Regions from separate parts of the Mus musculus genome. Here region 2 is linked to region 1. A link is a contact called in public promoter capture Hi-C data. All regions are on one chromosome and are shown on one strand. The core of a region is the stretch at or near the end of the contact, and the rest is flanking DNA. Distances in the headings are between cores, read along the strand shown.

Evidence for each region. Promoter capture Hi-C pulls out the DNA fragments that hold promoters and counts their contacts.
Region 2: a contact with region 1 is called in a promoter capture Hi-C map of the HPC-7 cell line. The contact joins the enhancer-like site here to the promoter of Plscr2 in region 1. A contact is called at or near these places in 8 of 39 promoter capture datasets (3T3-L1-derived adipocytes, the C10 cell line, the HPC-7 cell line and 4 more), 2 of 484 Hi-C or Micro-C datasets (the C2C12 cell line and the G1E-ER4 cell line) and 4 of 9 other capture datasets (adipose tissue, liver, macrophages and 1 more).

The regions. Positions count from the first base shown.
Region 1 is chr9:92,273,441-92,279,138 of GRCm38.p6, forward strand. Plscr2 (phospholipid scramblase 2) reads left to right here and starts at 2,162. Exons shown (of 8, transcript NM_008880.3): 1 at 2,162-2,573.
Region 2 is chr9:92,482,615-92,488,312 of GRCm38.p6, forward strand. Plscr4 (phospholipid scramblase 4) reads left to right here. Exons shown (of 9, transcript NM_178711.3): 4 at 28-251; 5 at 1,207-1,249; 6 at 2,106-2,332. Among named protein-coding and RNA genes, the nearest start is that of Plscr4, 28 kb to the left of the region's middle. Within about 2 kb of position 2,472, at least 11 of the 459 cell types and tissues checked have an H3K27ac peak or open chromatin away from gene starts, as enhancers often do. A contact at or near this core is called in the HPC-7 cell line, where this site is marked.

The sequences.
Region 1 (5,698 bases), core at 912-3,411:
CTGGCTTGTGACCAGGTGGTTAGTGGACTGCATTCTTGTGTCATGAATGTTTAACCCCAGAATGAGATACACACAGCATATAAGGCTGCCCAGCACAGATATATCTCCATCCTTGTGGTCATCCCCACGCTGTTTGCCTGGGGGATTTTATGGCCTTGTTCTTGGAATGCATGGCTTTCCTTTTGAAGTCAGGCCTAGTTCTAAAATGGTGTGTATGCCATCTTCTCCATCTGTCAGTTATGAGCACACTCAGTCCTTCCTTCTGCAGTAGCATCTGTACCGTGGCTATGGACGACTGTTTCCATCTAGGGTTCTCCATGGGGTCCATTTTCTATGCCAGTTAAAGAATGAGATAGGTGGGTGGGGGAGGGGGAGGGGCTAGGGGATTTTCGGAGGAAAAACTAGGAAAGGGGATAACATTTGAAATGTAAATAAAGAAAATATCTAATTAAAAAAAAAAGAATGAAATAGCAGGAAAAATTTCAAGCTTGACAAGTACAAAAAGGAAAAATCTCCAGAAAGCAGCTGGACGCAGCCCTTGAGGAGAGGCCTGTACTGGGGGTAAGGAAAATAGATTTGGAGCAGACACACAGAGGAAAGAAAAGACCCTGGAAAAGCAGGAGGGGAAGGGGATGCCCAAGTTGAAAACCCACTTTTCTCAAGAGCTCGTTTTTGTTGTTTGGTTTTTTTTTTTTTCCCCTGAAGAGTCTTCCTCCCCTAGTTCAGGGCTTGTCATTTTAAAGATAGACAGGATGGTGGATCGGTCCACAACTGTTATATAAACATGGCCTGATCTGATCTGGTGAACTTGTCCAGAGAATCCATCAGCAGGGGTGAGGGGATGAGAGGCTAAGGAGAGGAGAAACCCTCTTTGAGGCCCTTGGTTTAGGCTGACTGGTTTTCACCTCTGATCAAGGGTGAGGAAGAAGCCTTTCATTATGTAGTCATGGCTCCCCCGCTCCCCCCCCCCCTTTGTCTGCCTATCAGGAGCTCTACTAGTCCCTCTCTAGAATTTTTATCTGTTGAGGAGTTTTTAAAAATTCTGTAGTCATTTTGTGGGGAGCAGTGAAGGGAGGCAGGAGAAACAGTCCAGCTTTGTGTGAAAGAAAAGCGAACTCAGGAAGTGAGGTGTCTGATGATTAACAAGTACACTTAAAGTTTAGACTTTACTGTGGTTGAGAGGTCACGAAAGCACTGAAAAGGGAGAGTCCAGAGTGCACCACACAGACAGGCTGAGCTGGGCCATGTGAGGAGAGGGGAGGGGAAGAGGAAGGCAGTAGAAGGGAGATAAGAGATGGTCTGCCAACTAAGGAGGGGATAGCCGGGGACAAGAGACTGGCCAAGAGGGTAAAGGATAGACCAAAAAACAAAACAAAACAACAACAACAAACCAAACAAACAAGGAAAACACCTAAAAAACAACAACCACAAACCAAACAAAAAGCAAGGCAAACCAAAAAAACATCCAGGTAACTTACATGATTGGATTTTATAGGGAAGAGCAGCCCAGCCTGTTGGCTGGAGGAGAATTTAGGGTACCAAACCAAATATGGCAGTCAGGCCCTGAAACGGGTAGGGAGTGAGGGATGCAGGGAGAACCAGGTAGCCAGCATTCAATTTCATATGTTAATGGAACTCAGCCCTTTGTCTCTGGTTTGAGACCTACTAAAGAGACTATTTCCAGCTTTTGTACTCAAGCTTGCATACTCTTCTCAATGACTAGAACATCTACAAGACATATATGTTAAAATTAGACTCTGCCTCCAGGTAGACAAAACACAAGCAGTCTTGTGGGTTTGGCTTGATATGACTAGCTGTTGCATCTGGAGAGCACTCTGGGTTGCCGTTCTGGTGCCATGAATATCGAGTGGCAGTATTTAATAAAGCCTCTTATTAAAACTTACCTGTGGTGGTGGTGAATCTCGGAGTGACCCCAGACCCATAACAGTCATAGGGAGACTCCGTCTCAAAGAGGCTCATTCACCTGAATGTGAACAACTGTCCCAAGATTGTGACAAAAATATAATAAGGAAAAATAATATTGGTGGTCCTACCGGCTCCTGCTGGTACTCAGTAGAAGAAGTTAGGCATTTGAGAACTATCGGGATATGCACTCTGACTCTCCTAACACAAAACAAAACAAAACAAAACAAGAAGGAAGGGAAAGCATTCCTGAGTCTCCTTTTGAATCAGTGCCAGCATTTGAAGAATGCAGTGGAGGTCAGAGTAAAGGGAATGCCAGTAAGTGTTCCTTTGGCGTTCCAGAACTGTGCACAGACCAGATATTCATTTCTACTGAGAGCCTCTGCCAGGAGCAGCTAACAATTCTCAAAGGACTTAGAACTCAGACAGGGTTTCAATTTGGTTGCGTATCTTTCCAGTCAGGAAAAGGAAATCTAAAGACTCAGGAAACAAAACCTAAACTGCCTCAAAGTCCAGGTGCTTTTTCTCCCTGACTTTAGTCTAGTGGAGTAGTGCAGCACCTATGCCTTTCTGAGAGGAGTCTGGAGAGCTGAGTCGCTGCTGGTGCTAGGATTCTAGGAATTCGCCTCACTTGGAGCTGCATGAGAAAGGTAAGCCAGATGCCCTCTAAAGAGATCCATGACCTTCACCGGACCCAGAACTTTTATAAGCCCTGCGAAGAGAAATCTGAGGGTGGAGATTTAAGCTGGAAGTTAGGAAAGGTGACCAAGAAGGTGACTGGGAAGGGGAGGTGGGCACACGGGCAAGGGAAGTACCTCTGCCTGGAGAGGTAAAATGTAGTTCAGTCAGGTTTGTCTGTGGGCAGGTAGGAGTTTCGGGTTATTTTCCTGTATCTTGTAACAAGCAGCCAGCCAGTTATTCACTTGTCCAGTGGATATTGCCTTTATGTGTTCTATTTCTTTCCATTTCAAGCCTCTTGGTTGTAAACAAAATTTCCTGTTTTATTAGGAGAAGGCTCTTAACTTATTGGAGGTCAGAGGCACCTCTTGTACTTTTGTAAAACAAACAAACAACCCCGTTAATTTTAGACACAAAGAGGCCGAAAGTACAGCGACTCCTCATGACTGAGTAATCAGACTTTGACAGCTGGCAGTTGGAACCAGTACCTGGGAGGTCTCACACATACGTTCAAGAGTAACTTGGCCCAGATAGCTCACCTCCAAGGGCCACTCTCAAAAGACAGTTATAGCTATAAACCATATTATTTAACAAGCAAGTGGAGTACCCGCATATCTATAGACAAAGCAGGAGCGTTAAGGCCAGTAATTGTTCTTATCGGTTTTAGTTAGACACACATTCCCTTTTAAGAGGGTGTTTTGAGAGTCTGCTTGCCTCTTTCTTGCAGCATATTTTATTAACCTTTTACGAATATCATTTCTGGTCTAGTGACTGCTATTACCTTATGCCTCTGCTTGTTATCCCCCTGGCCAGAGTCTATACCATTTGTACAGGGTGCTTTAAGCCAGGAGCTATGCCACTTATGATACCAAATGAGAAGATAATGGAGTTGCATATGCCATAAATAATACCTGGGAAGTAGTAGATGGCTCTTTTCTACTTATTTTTCTCCTACCTAGCATCCCATACCACATCCTGTCTGAAAAGATCACATGAGGCCCCAGTTCAACTTAATAATACCATTTCACAGTTAAGTGCAATCCTTAATCAAGGCCATCGAGGAGGGGGATTAGAGAAACATATCACAAAGCCTGCTAGCTATTGAAGGATAAGTATTAATTGGAACCCAAACTAGGCTTGGCATTTTATAGTACCAAGAGCTCAGAAAAGACAGAGCAGACTGTGTGTGCCCACACTGCCCACTCAGGCTGCCTGAGTGTGACCCTCTCTCAACTCCTTCACATCCGCAGACTCTGGACCAGTCTCCATGTATACTGTTTCAGCTACTCTTACAAATTACGCAACAAATTCTATTACGAATACAAGTTAAAGTCTAGTACAAGACCTAATAGGTTAAATTGATTTTACATCAATTAGTATAGGTTGTTAGAGTAGCTGCTGCTACCATAAAGGACTAGGTGACAGTTGGCTTTTATTATGTCAAATATTTAAATACTTAAATAAGAAATGTTTGTATAAATATGTGTGTGCATGCCCATTCTCTACAATTTATGATTAATATCACTCAGCTTGAATGTCTGGGTGTTAATTAAAATAAACAGTTTTTATTATTTATTTATTTATATTTAATTATTTAATGTTTGTTTATTATTCTAAATTTTGTTTTATTAAACACTTAAAATTGTTTCTTACCTTAGGAGAATTAACATGGCCAGGAGAACAGATCCAATTAAAAGGCTGTTCTGTCCTTCATAAGAAAGATGCCTTGATTGAAGTTGCTAAGAATCTCCCTAAAACTTGATGGATGTAGTTTGTTTTGTGTGTGTGTGTCTTCTGGTGAACTGAGCAAATAAGCACAAAGGATTTTAATCATTTTAGTTCGTGTGACTAGGGAGCTAAATGTTATCAATAGTTACTTTTACCTCATCGGTTTAGTATCTGTTATGTGGAGGAAAGCAGATGATCTGGAACAGTGAGGAAGGAAGCACAGGCTTGTCCAGGGAGGGTTCGCAGGGATAATGAAGTGACCAAATAAAGGCACTCGGCTCTTTTCTGCAGCCCTTTGTCAATAGGTGCTCCTCCTGACTCTCTTATGTTAAGACTCATAGTAAAGTAACAGGGTAGGAAGAAGGGAGCAGGAACGTGCATCAGTGAACATATTTTAGAATCTGTTCTGTGTAAAGAGTGGGCGGTTGCCACTTGGAAATGTAACCCTCATTTATTCCCATTAGGTGCATATAGGGCAGAGACCACCAACGACTTAAGATCCACCTGACACACAGCATTTCTTTTTTACATATTTCCAACTTCCCAGCATGCTCTTGGGTCCTAATTTGCATTAGATTTCTCAGTTAGTCAAGCCAAAAGATGAGATCTTCTTAAAACTAGACAAGAAATATTACCGTACATATGTATAGATCTACAGTACAAACGTTATAATCTTAATTCAACTGTTAACTCAACTGAAAATAAAAAATTAAAATTTGAAAATTTTAATATAAAATAAGGAAAACTTGCCTATATTCCTTATAGAAGTCATTGATGATTTGCCATTAGGTGTACTTTTCTGACAAAGAGGCAAAGTGAAAATAATGGTCAGTCATCTTTGAATTGTTGTTAACATTTGTTGGAAGTTTTCAGAACCTTCATTAGCCAAGCAGTATCAATGAAGAATGATGTCTTATTAAAAATTGGGGAAGATTAAAACTTTACACACAGGTTAAATATGTCGCATGTCACGATCAAAAGGGTTCCTACCCATTTCTACCTCTGGTTCACTGGACTCTTCACCCAAAGGCTTTTAGAAAATTGCTAACCATCATGGGCCAGCCACCAATTTCAGGTCTTTCTGAAAACTCCATATGGCACGAGAGTCAAAGCCAGAGGTTTAACTGGATAGATAATGCTAAATCAGATAACTGAAGAACACTAGCCTACTGGTCTAGGGAACTCCAAGGCATCTTGTTTGAGCCAATCAGTGAAAATGGGTTGTATTCACAGAAGGTCTTCTCTTCTCCATCATGGACAGACACTGTAAATCCTTTCGTTTTTCTCCCTATTAAGTTAATTTTGTTTACCTATTCTCTTCTGAAATGTTTGGCTTTGTTTTGTAGTTTTGGTTTTGGTTTTAGTTTTG
Region 2 (5,698 bases), core at 1,222-3,721, 210 kb after region 1:
GATATTTTCATCTGCTTGAGAACACAGGCCCTGCTGGACCAGTTGCCTCTCCTTCTGCAGGCTTGCCTATGGGATACTACATTCCCCAGCAGCCCGGTGCCATCCCCTTGTACCATCCCACTGGTGGCACCCATCCAATCCAGTACCAACCTGGCAAATATCCTGTGACGAATCAGCCTGCTCCCATAATGTGGATGGCAGGGCCAGCTCCTGTGCCCAACTGCCCTCCTGGTTTGGAATACTTAGCTCAGGTACTCTAATAGATCCAAAATATTTTCTATGAAGTATGACCATGGGGTTTAAGGACAGGGAGCAAGACGTTGGCTAGAGCAAACAGGGAGATAAGTCACTGACAGTAGAGGCAGGCGATGCAGGCGATGGTGGATTTGCAGGTAGACAGTGCATACAAGAATGCGTTCATAGGACACATTCATTCCTCTTGAAGCAACACAAATAACTGTAAAATTATTCAATATGGCTTTCTGAAAAAAATTAGAAAACTAAGAATGAGAGTCACTAACCTGATGCCATGCCACTTACTTACGAGCTAGAGAACGTATCCAAGGAGCTAAAGAGATCTGCAACCCTGTAGGTGGAACAACATTATGAACTAACCAGTACCCTGTAGCTCTTGTCTTTAGCTGCATATGTATCAAAAGATGGCCTAGTCGGCCATCACTGCAAAGAGAGACCCATTGGACACGCAAACTTTATATGCCCAAGTACAGGGGAATGCCAGGGCCAAAAAATGGGAATGGGTGGGTAGGGAAGTGGGGGTGGGGGAGAGTATGGGGGACTTTTGGGATAGCATTCTAAATGTAATTGAGGAAAATACGTAATAATAAAAAATATTTTAAAAAAAAAAGAAAAGAAAAACAGCTGGGCAATGGTGGCGCACGCCCTCAATCCCAGCACTTAGGAGGCAGAAACTGGCAAGTTTCTGAATTCGAGTCCAGCCTGGTCTACAGAGTGAGTTCCAGGACAATCAGGGATATACAGAGAAACCATGTCTCGAAAAAAGGAGAAAAAAGAAAAAGAAAAAATGAAAAACAAAATAAGAAGAGAAAACTAGACAAAGAGAGAGGATCATAGAATGTTCAGTCCATGGCTCCCTCTCAACATCTCAGACTCTCTTTAACACCCCTGAACCCCAAGCACATAATTCTGTCTTTCTGTCTTCTAATTGCTTTTGTTCTGTCCCCACAGTTGGACAACATACACGTTCTTCAGCATGTTGAGCCTCTGGAACGTATGTATAACTTTGTCCTGATTCACATTGTGTTTTGATTAGAGGTATTTTAATCAGATGGAAATTTGTATTACTTCATACCTAGTCCCTCATTTTATGTTGATGGCCTTTTCTAGTGATTCAGAGAGAGAAGACTATTCTCTGTTACTTTATATTCATAAAAGCAGTAGAGTGAATTATTATATAGAGTCTTATCTATTGCTATTCCATGCACTGATGATCTTTCATCTATGGACCCCTGGAAAGACGATCATAGTCAGGTGGCTTGGTTCTCAGCTCCCTGCAGGTCCCTTGTGCTCAAGGTAGGAGCTGGCTTTGGTCATTCTGAATTTATTTTCGTATTCACAAGTACCATGTCTCCAGTCATTTTGTCCATTTCATGAGCTGATTAAATCATAGTCTGATGTGTGATTCGTTAAACTGGTTTTATTATTAACATTTTCTGGATTCCAATATTTCAGGAACATTGTATTATCTATTACTTTTATGTGGGAAAACTGTGAAAATAATTTCATAAACCTAGCAAATGTTTGACATTTTGAGAATGCTTAATGGCTCACATGGTTGTATTTCACCTTTTCACCTGAAATTTTTAAAAATCTTTTTGGCTTTCAGCTCCAATCATACTACTATCACCACTACTACCACAAGTACTACAACTACTACTTCTCCTCCTCCTCTGTCTCCTTCGTCGTCTTTGTCGTCGTCTTCATTGTCGTCTTCATCGTTTTCATTGTCCTCCTTCTCTTCATCCTTCTTCTCCTTCCTTTATCTTCTTTCATTAAATAACGAAGGCTGTCTGAAGCCTGTCTCAGCTGGTTCTAACTTAAGATCCTTTTCTCATTCTAACTTTTAGTGATGACACGTTTTGAAACTAATAATAGATATGACATCAAGAACAACATAGACCAGATGGTCTATATCGTAACTGAAGACACAGATGACTTTACCAGGAATGCCTATCGGAACCTACGACCCTTTGTGCTCCGGGTCACTGACTGCCTGGGCCGAGAGATCATGACCATGCAGAGGCCTTTCCGATGCACCTGCTGTTGCTTCTGCTGCCCCTGTGCAAGACAAGAGGTCAGAGACCAGGGGTGGGATTCAGAGTTGCTTCCTGATCTGCCCTTGACACAATGGTTGGTCTTCTTCCTAAACATGAAGGAAAGCTTTCTAGCCCTACTGCTCAGAATGAAACTGAAACTAGGGGAGAGGAAGGAAGCTTAATTATATCACAAGACAGACCTTAACAGTTTTCCTCTCCTTATGTGCTAGATAGGTGGCAGGGCTGGGGTGGGAGCATCAAGTACAACTTGAGGCTGCTTTGGCAGTAGTTACTTTCTGATGAATTAGGTACTTATAGGGAAGGACAGTAATCATATGTTATACAATGGTATCAACATATTCCACAGATGACAAATGGGGAAGGACTTTTGATTGCAGGAGCCAATCACAGCCTACAGTTTTCTGCAAAAAAAAAAAAAAAAAAAAAAAAAAAAAAAAAGTCTTAAAAGTAGATGTAATGCCATCCAGAAGTACCCTGAAGATGGTAGAGTTAGACATACAGTGTGCATGCGCTGTGTTGTGGTTTGGTCTTTCTCGTGTGCCATAACGCAGGTCCAGAAAAAAGAATTGTTGCAGAAAACAAGCAAGCAATCAAGAAAAAAACAATAACAAACTTGTACATGTGTCCCAGTCTCTGTGAGGCCATGTGTCCTGAAGATGCTGTTCCCTTAGAGTCATTTATCACTCTTGGTTCTTAGAACATTTCTACCTCCTCTTCTGCATAGATCCTAAGACCTGAGATTGTAGGTGTAGATGGAGACATTCCATTTAGAGCTGAATGAACCCACATCCTTATCTCTGTATATTGGCCACTTGTGGGTCTCTGTGTTATTTCCCATCTGCTTCAAGAAGCTTTTCTGATGAGGGTCAAGTGAAGCGATGGGTATAGCAATAGGTCACTGAGAGTCATTTTATTGCTATGTTCTGTTAGCTCAGTAATAGTAGATTTTCTTCTATAAGCATGACCCGGGTTCTTGGCCACTTGAAATGGATCATGAAATATAATCACTGGTCATGAAGTATGATCTTCTTAATGAGTTCTTGAATTCAGTTTCCAGTATTTTCCTGAGAGGTTTCTGCCTAGTGTTCTGTGGGTTTCTTTTATGTTCTGCCATTATATGGTTTTGATACCAAGGGAACACACTACCTTTGCTCAGTTAATCTTGTTGGTTATTACTGTTCTGATTAAGTTATTTATATCTTCTTGATTTAATTTTTGCAGATGATATGCATTAAGCTGTTCGGAAAGTTTTCATAGCATTGCCTAAAGGTACTTTTGGATTACATTGGACTTTGTTTTAATTCCTCTCCCTTGTCTGTAATTTTGTTAAATTTTGCCCTCTTTTTATTTTGGCTCATGTGGCTAGGGATCTTTCAATCTTGTTCATCTTTTCAAAAATAAAGTATTTTAGTTGAGCTTGTGTATCTTTTTAAGTTATCAGTTTTCTGCCCTAATCTTTATAATTACTTACCATCTACCTCATTTTGACTGGGCTTGCTGTTAACTTTCCAGAACCTTTAAGTGACTCATTAGATTATTTGAGAGCTGACCTTTAACGGGGGCCTTCCCAGCTCCAACATTTCCCTTAGAACTGCCCCGTCTGCGTCCTGGTTATTTGAGAAGCTTTGTTGTTATTTCAACTTGAATGTATTATTATTTCAAGTTTCTCCTTGATTTCTTCAGTGATCCAGTGTTCATAGAAAGTGTGCGAGTACTGGTGTCATTTCTATAGTTTTCCTTCACGCTGTTTCTAGTTTTATTCTGTTGTGGTCTGACAGACTATAAGGAAGCGTCTCAATTCTCTGTATTTGTTAAGGCTTGCTTTGTGGCCCACAATGTCGCCAGTTTCATTACTACGGAAATGATCTCCATTAACAAACTTCCCACTCATCCTCGCTTTCACCACTAGTTTTTTGGCAGCCACTATTTCATTCTGAAGCTCTGCAGTTTGTTCCTCAAGGAAGTCATGAGAAGGGAAGCATCCAATGGTCACTTCCACAGCCTAGTACTTCACTAACGCGCAGCCTTGGGGAGTATTTTAAAGTCTCATAGGCTTAAACATTTATGAAATTTTGGTTCTAAGGAACTATCAAATTTAATCCTTTGTACAGGTACAATTATATACATTTGAATAATATATATGAATAGTGTGTGTGTGTGTGTGTGTGTGTGTGTAATGGCTCTGACAATGTCCAATGCTGTATAAAATCCATTCCCAACAGCCTTCTGAAAGTGCAGAAGAAAGCAGGACAGCAATGACCCTTTCACGCTGGACTTCTTAAAGAAAGAATTTAGTCTATATAACTCTTGTTATTAAAAGAGGGCTCACGACTTTAATCCCAGCACTCGGGAGGCAGCAGCAGACAGATTTCTGAGTTCGAGGCCAGCTTGGTCTACAAAGTGAGTTCCAGTACAGCCAGGGCTATACAGAGAAACCTTGTCTTGAAAAACAAAAACAAAACTAAAAAGAGAGCGAGAAAGAGAGAGAGAGAGAGAGAGAGAGAGAGAGAGAGAGAGAGAGAGAGAGAGAGAAGGTCTCATCTTTTATAAAATTTTAATGTACAGATAATTAAATATAACAGGATAGTGGACAATATTTTAAAATCTTTAATAAAATGCAGTTATCTACCTCTACACAGAGGTTTTTAACTGTGACAGCACAGCACCCCACCCCATCGGCAATTGTACTTTCTGTGCTTTTAACTACTGTAGACAACTGTAGTCTGAAATGCCAACGGCAAGTTCCAGAAATAAGCAAGTCATAAGCTGAATGGGGAATTCTGGAACATGAATTATTCTTTTGTGCAGAGTGTCAAAGGTGTACATGCCATGCACGCAGTGGCAGTTGAAAGGGGACATTCACATGATTTCTACTATAAGACAGAGTGTTGGAACTGTTCTTTTGTTAGTTCTGTACAGTGACTAATTGATAGATTAAACTTTGCTAGAGCATGTGTTTATTGTAAATCATGCTAAATATTGAGTTCAGAACCCTTTGTACTTGAGGAGACTACTAATGCCTTGGAACACATTCGCCTCAAAGGTGGAAGCGGGGGGCAGTCTTACAGTTTTCACAATGCTTCATTCTCTTGTGTTTTTGTTTTGTTATAGTTGTGTGTAGGAGATTTAGGTTTTCTGGTTAAGATTTTTTTTTAAGTTAACTGGTCACACCTAATGGAGTTAGAAAACATGAGGGTCCTAGATGAAACAAAGGTCATTATTGTGGCCAGCCACATGAGTACCAGTACATTCATTTAGGGTCTTCTTTGCCTCAAGTCCTTCAGGGTTGGCTGGGAGAGGTGGTGTATTTGTCCAGACACTGCTGTGTGTCCTGAGAGAAGCACTGAGATTAGATAACTGAAATATTATATCAAGCAATTGAG